2 separate regions of the Mus musculus genome follow, and region 2 is linked to region 1. Evidence: chromatin contacts called from public Hi-C data. All regions are on one chromosome and are shown on one strand. The core of a region is the stretch at or near the end of the contact, and the rest is flanking DNA. Distances in the headings are between cores, read along the strand shown. Region 1 holds the start of Vipr2 (vasoactive intestinal peptide receptor 2). Region 2 overlaps Vipr2 (vasoactive intestinal peptide receptor 2).

Evidence for each region. Hi-C and Micro-C count contacts between places; a contact is called where the count stands out from the background.
Region 2: a Hi-C map of muscle stem cells shows a contact between it and region 1, with 1.8 times the contacts expected there. The contact joins the enhancer-like site here to the promoter of Vipr2 in region 1. A contact is called at or near these places in 3 of 39 promoter capture datasets (the C10 cell line, embryonic stem cells and trophoblast stem cells), 1 of 15 datasets of contacts at CTCF or cohesin (pro-B cells), 16 of 484 Hi-C or Micro-C datasets (the Ba/F3 cell line, the C10 cell line, the C2C12 cell line and 10 more), 2 of 115 datasets of contacts at active chromatin or transcription factors (embryonic stem cells and memory CD8 T cells) and 4 of 9 other capture datasets (adipose tissue, liver, macrophages and 1 more).

What each region holds. Positions count from the first base shown.
Region 1 is chr12:116,076,172-116,079,328 of GRCm38.p6, forward strand. Vipr2 (vasoactive intestinal peptide receptor 2) reads left to right here and starts at 1,555. Exons shown (of 13, transcript NM_009511.2): 1 at 1,555-1,722. The coding sequence starts at 1,675. It overlaps Gm46383 (a long non-coding RNA gene), which reads right to left and starts at 2,060. Exons shown (of 3, transcript XR_001780734.2): 1 at 1,864-2,060; 2 at 1,200-1,333.
Region 2 is chr12:116,130,146-116,133,302 of GRCm38.p6, forward strand. It overlaps Vipr2 (vasoactive intestinal peptide receptor 2), which reads left to right. Exons shown (of 13, transcript NM_009511.2): 6 at 1-97. Among named protein-coding and RNA genes, the nearest start is that of Gm20658, 20 kb to the left of the region's middle. Within about 2 kb of position 1,501, at least 4 of the 459 cell types and tissues checked have an H3K27ac peak or open chromatin away from gene starts, as enhancers often do. A contact at or near this core is called in muscle stem cells, where this site is marked.

The DNA of each region.
Region 1 (3,157 bases), core at 305-2,804:
CATATCCAGGCTGTGAACAATGTGAAGTCCCATCAGAACCAAGCAGTCACCATAGGCACAAGAGTCTCTCTCTCTCTCTCTCTCTCTCTCTCTCTCTCTCTCTCTCTCTCTCTCTCTCCTTACCCCAATTCAGAAGAATGGAGAGACCTTGAAAGACATGACCAGTCTTTTTAGGACCTTCGCTCCTCCAGGATACCCCCAGGAAAACAAGTCCCTCTTGTCTCCCCGTGCCTGTATCTCATCCTTGTCAGGACTATCACTTCATCTCATCATATATGCCATTGCTGTGGTTGGAACCCTGGCGTCTCACCCAGTTTTGACCAATAACATCCGGACGTGACTTTAGAATGCATCCCTCACAACAATTCAGGTGTATCAGCTCTCCTAATTCTAATTGTAACCCTCTGGGATGGAGCAATGGCAGGGGTCGATGTTGTGATTTACAAATGTGCAGGTGGATCAGGTTCACTGGCTGAAACAGCGGACAGGGGTTGTGGACAAAGCCAGAGCCCAAGCTTCCTGGCCCCAAGCTGCAGACCTAGTGCCCAGACCTTCTCCTCCATAAAATCCCCTGATGGACAAACACAGGCAGATGCACAGATAGTGGAAGGGTGACAGAAAACAGATAGAAACCTAGGTCCAAGGGTACACGGGGCTCTGATGTCATGGAGCACATGATGAACTCAGTGGGGAGAAAAATAATGGGCAGATAGACACCCCAAAGTGTGAAGGATACATTTTGTACTATTTCAGACTTCTGACTTTGGGCTTGAAATTATATCTGAATAAGAAGTTTAAAACTTGCCTGCTTTACTTAATGGAGTACTATTGTCTGCTGGTAGCTTTCTGCTCTTCCCTAGACTGGTCTGTCGACAGACAGCCAAACCATAGCTGAACAGTGGCAGTGTCTCCACAAGCCTAGTGTACAATGAGCCACACACGTGTCACCTGAGGGTTTGGGGTGCCGATGAGCAGACCCACTTTTGCGTTGATGAAGTCTCTGCTTTCTGTTCAACTTGGCCTTAGGCTCTCAAGGGGAGCCATGCAAGAGCTTTCTCTTTTCTCTCTGCTCACACCAGTGCAGACCTAACCATGGTCGTCCAGCCACTTTCTGCACTTTTTCCTTGTGCTGCACACAGGCTTCGCATTTGCACAGGGAGTTGGTGCCAGATGCTACCTCAGCGCTCAAGTTCCCTTACCTGGAATTGGGCAATGCCCTCTGTGGGTGAGCATCTGCTTACTTGAGCCACCAGCTCTCCAAAGGCTTGAACACGGCAGCCCACAGTGGGGTCGCAGAGGAGGGAGGCAGTACAGCTCGGTTAGCAGAGGGAGCCTGGGAGGAAGGAGCGCGAGAGAGCAGGGCTGACAAGGGAAGTACCCAGGCCAGGAGGGGGTCGGGGTGAGGCCCAGGGTCTTGCACTTCAGAGGGAAGTAGGGGTGGAAGGAGGGACGTTTGGACAGAGATCTGGTGGACCGGAGTGCCAGAGAGAGACTCCGCAAAAAGGAGAAAGGGGCGCGAGGCGGGGACTGGGCCGAGGGGCGGGGCCGGGACTTGCAGCCTGGAAGGCGGAGAGGGCGATAGGCGCGAGACTGAGGAAATCCGCGCTGGGAGGCCCGGAGCAGGGGACCGTGCTGCTGAGGCGCCAAGGACCGAGGCAGCACGCTGAGCCCAAGATGAGGGCGTCGGTGGTGCTGACCTGCTACTGCTGGTTGCTGGTGCGGGTGAGTGAACCCGCGCCCACTTCCCGAAGAGGCGCATCCTGCAGTGGACCGCGGGGCTCACCTCCGAGTCCCAGCACGAGCGGGCGGAGCGTGGGGCCAGGGGAGACAATCCAGAGCAGAATGCTTCCTACTGAGCCTTACCAAACCCTGGGCTGCTGGACTCAGGGGAATTTTCCTATTCCCACCGCCGTTGCGGGTTCGCCAGAAGTGGGGTTGAAGTTCTCCTCGACCCCCGCCCCTGGGACGACCTGGGTCCTGGTCTGGCAGTGCTCCTGGAGTTGGGAACACCCCTAGCACCCAGCGAGAAGAGTGGCCGCTGCCCGGGCCACCTGCTCTGACTTTGCTTCCGATAGAAACTGCTGTTACTCTGTGGTTAAATATTTCTCTTTCCATCTCCTGGTCTGAGTGTTTGTTTAGTATGTGACAGAAGGAAAGTGCTGTGGCTAAGAAAGTTTCCTTTTGGAAATACTCTCTTTTTTATTTCTTCTTCTTCTTCTTCTTCTTCTTCTTCTTCTTCTTCTTCTTCTTCTTCTTCTTCTTCTTCTTAAGAGAGCCAAAAGAACCCCTGAACCGAAGTTTGTTACATGGGTTGCATTGGTTTTATGTAGTTCTCCGGAACTCTACCCTTTATTTGAAAACCTTTCTTAAGAAAGAAAAAGAAGGGCTTGAGCCTTATTTCTTGCATTTGCTTCTCTGCTCTGAGAACTGTATCCCTGTGGAGCTTAAGGTTTCCACACATATCTAGGCCTCCGGCTGAGGGAGCCAACTAAGCTTAGTGTGTGCAGCAAGAGGGGAGGGGATGTTTAAGGAAATCCATCCGTCATTGTTGATGAAATTTCAGTTTTCTGGAGCATATCTTCTCTGCCCCCACGGGCAGCTGAGGGAAGCTTCCCAAGGATGCTCGAGAATCCTCGGGACTCCAATCACTTTAACCTTTCAGACATCCCAACATTTCATCGTTCCCCATGTTCCAGGAATGTCAGCAATACCAGGCTTTTAGCACCTTAATTTATCATCTCATCAGTTCTGAAATTCAGATCAGTGAGTTGCTATTGCTTGACCTCCGAATCTCTGCATTTTAGTGGTTGTGTAGCAATGAGCTGGTAAATCCAAGGTACCTCAAGTGATTTTAAATGAAGTGAATGTAGCAGAAAAATTCAACATTGAGTTTTGTCCTTTGATTCTATTGGGAAATTGTATTCCTCGTTGGGATGCTAGCTGGCCTAGATCAACAGTAGGATAACTAAACACAGAGATAGCCATACCTAACTGAGCAGGATTCCTTTGCATTACTGTCTTGTAAAAGCAAATTTTTGTTAAGACAGGGAGAAACTGAAGCAGACAGACAGACAGACAAGTAATGAGAGTGAGTGCTCCACAAGGAGCCCAGCCTGGGAGGAAGGACACTGGGTCTTTATAAGAACAGCGATCAGAA
Region 2 (3,157 bases), core at 251-2,750, 54 kb after region 1:
CTCCTTCATGCTGAGAGCCATCTCTGTGCTGGTCAAGGACAGCGTGCTCTACTCCAGCTCAGGTCTACTGCGCTGCCACGACCAGCCAGCCTCCTGGGTAAGACTATCCTGAGGGCAAGATCTCTGGGTATGGGGAGACCCTAGTATCTCCCAACCTCTTTGCTCTCAATGGGGCAGCAGGATCATAGTCCTTCTCACGCCTGAGCAATGGAAAGAAGCTGGATGGGTTCAGGCCTGTGTCAGCTCGCAAGACCAGGGGTCCACCAGAAGGCTGACTGGTGTCTAGCCACTGTGTGGGGCTGGGAAATTAAAAGACTCTAGGCCCTGGTGGCCAATGCTCACAGCAGGAGCACGTGAGAAATCCTTTCGTAGATGAGCATACACTTTAGTCTAAATCTTCCAGATTCCAGGGAATCCTTCTACCCGTTTCCTACAGAAAATCAACTCAGATGGGACAGGTATTTAAGAGCCTTCTGCATGCAAGTCTTCCCAGGGTTTTCTCCGCTAGCGTATAATGCTCCACATTTGGGAATTTGGTGTACTTCCTGATCAGGGGTCTCAGTAACTTAAAGAGACAGGACACTGAACTGCCCCACCTTCCCCACCCCCACTGTATGTGAGTCGATTCATCTGCTAACATCGTTTGGCCTGAAGAAAGTTTAATTAGTTTAGTTTTGACACTGCATAGTGCCTTGTAGCTGTCTAGCATGTCAGCTATGGCAAGCCCTCACCATCTACCTACACATACGTGCATCCTCCAGGCTCATGATGTAGAAGTGGGCTTTAAAAGAGATCTGTTATAATAGAAAAGTCAAAATCGGGATCCAGCACCTGGAAAAGTCTGCCCCTGGGCATACCTTGCTGTCTCTGTCCAATTGACTTGAGTAGGTAGTAAATTATCACCATTATCCCCACAAGCAGAGCCAAGGCCGAAGGGCCAGGCATGTGAGAGAACCCATGCCGCGCTGCAGAGACTAACCAGCCTCTTCTGTCCTGAGCTGAGGGTGTTAGCCAGATGTGCTTGCCAGATGTGCTTGCCAGATGTGCTTGCCAGATGTGCTTGCCAGAGGTGAACACTGAGGTGTCGCACGTCAGTGCCCAGGGCTCCCTTTGACTCCTTAGCTCGAGACACCCAGGACCCACCTCTATCTGAAGCATCCCTGCTTAACTCTACCTTGAGGAGACCCCAAACACCTGAACTCTTCATGTGGAGAGGCAGAGAGAAGGCAGCAGGCACCCCTGAAGGAGAAGAGGGTGGAGCAGCAGTACCACCCAGCCCACCCTCTTCTCCATGTTGCCAGAACCTACAGGGGAATCTCCACCTCACACTACAGTGTTGAGTTCCTTCTGACAAGTCTCTTTCCCTACACCACTGTGAGTACTTGCTGAACCAGGACTTAGCCTGCATCACAAATGATGAGATGAGGCTGAGGAAATCCTGCAGTTTTCCCAAGGTGCTGAAGATCCACCCTGAGTATGCGCTTCTCTCCCGAGGTCAGGCACCAGCCAGCATACCCAGGCTACTGCCAAAGGCTGGGCGTGAGAGCTGAAAACAGAGACAGGTGCCCTGAGCCTGCTTCCCAAGCTATTCTTTGGGGAATTGAGGATCCAGTACCTAAAGGCCCTGAGGTTCAAACACAGAGGAGGCAGTCAGGAGGGGGAAAGATGCAAAGAGGGAACCAAAGAAGAAAGCCAGAACCCAGCATGGAGGGGAGAGAGGAAGAAAAGGACGGTGCTGCCTGAAGAATGATAAAGTTATGAACACATTAGCAAAATAGAGTCAGACTGCAGAATGAGCCACGGGAAACCTTTCTCCTTCCAACTCCATTTTTTCCATTTTATTCCTGGATGTATTTCACTAAACCAACATTACTCTCCCAAGCAGCCCACCAGAAATGCTCCCCACGATGTGACAAATTGCTTTTTCCAGGCAGCAGAACGATTCCACACATGAAGAGGCCTCTTCCTGGCCGGGGAAGGCTGGCAGAACAACTCTTCCATGTGGCCAGAGGCCACGTAGGTTCCTCAACTTCTGGGCAGCTTGCATTCCGCAGAGCAGTTTATCACTAGAGATCTGAACAGATTTCTCTAGAGGTCTGCAGATTCTAAGAATCCTGAGTGCTGCCTGTCTGGATGAGGGAAGTGGATAAGCCGCAGTCCCAAACATTACATCAAGTCCCAGACAGTCACCTAGACAGAAACAGGCTCTGTTTGACTATTGAGTGTCTAAGGGAATGAGGGGATAGCAGACCAAAAGTCCAGGCTGGAAGTTCAGCTAGGGGTCATCATCACACACAGCTAATGTCAGAATGGAAGAGGGAAAAAAAGCAGAAACAGTGAATGAGTTTGCCCACATACATATGCAGAGCATATACAAAACCCTGTACATGAACAGTTTTTCACTCATTTTCAAAATGCTCATATGCTAGACATTGTTCAGACATGTGTACATGCATCCCAGGTATGCCTGTGTGCATATATGAACCTCAGACACATGAGTATTCACATGTGTATATACTCAAACAGAGACTCCCAAACAGAGCTTTGGTCTCTCAGGATCCTGCTAATGATCTGCTTGGCCTTGTTAATCCCTGTACTGACCTAGCAGGGGAACAGCAGACCCCTCCCCCTACATGCACACACACACACACACACACACACACACACACACACACATACTGGACGGACTCCAGTGTTACGTGATTCTGTGAGCATTGCTGTAGAAGGAGAGGTCAGAGAGGATTCCATGTTGCTCAGGCCTCTGGTCCTCCTCATAGGTCATACTTGTTACCAATGAGCTAAGGGACAGACATGAGAAGCAGCATTTCTGGTGGCATTTAGCAAGACCATGGAATCCTCATAAGCATCCCTCTGCACCTTTTCCTATATAGATGCCCCCAAGTCAGCTGTGCCCTGTTGTCTGTCATAGCCACCACATGTCGTGTCATGGCGACCACGTGGTGCAGCATGATTCATCTGACTAGTTTCCCCAGCATGGGGAACCATCCTGGTTTTACCCATTGCTGTCATCTCTCTAGGTGTTCTCTTCCACACACTGATGTGTTCCTGTTCCTGTGGGGTGGAACTCACAGGCAGAGCAGTCAGCTCAAAGAATCTCAGCAACCTAAGCAGACGCACGAGCACAGACACCACTTCT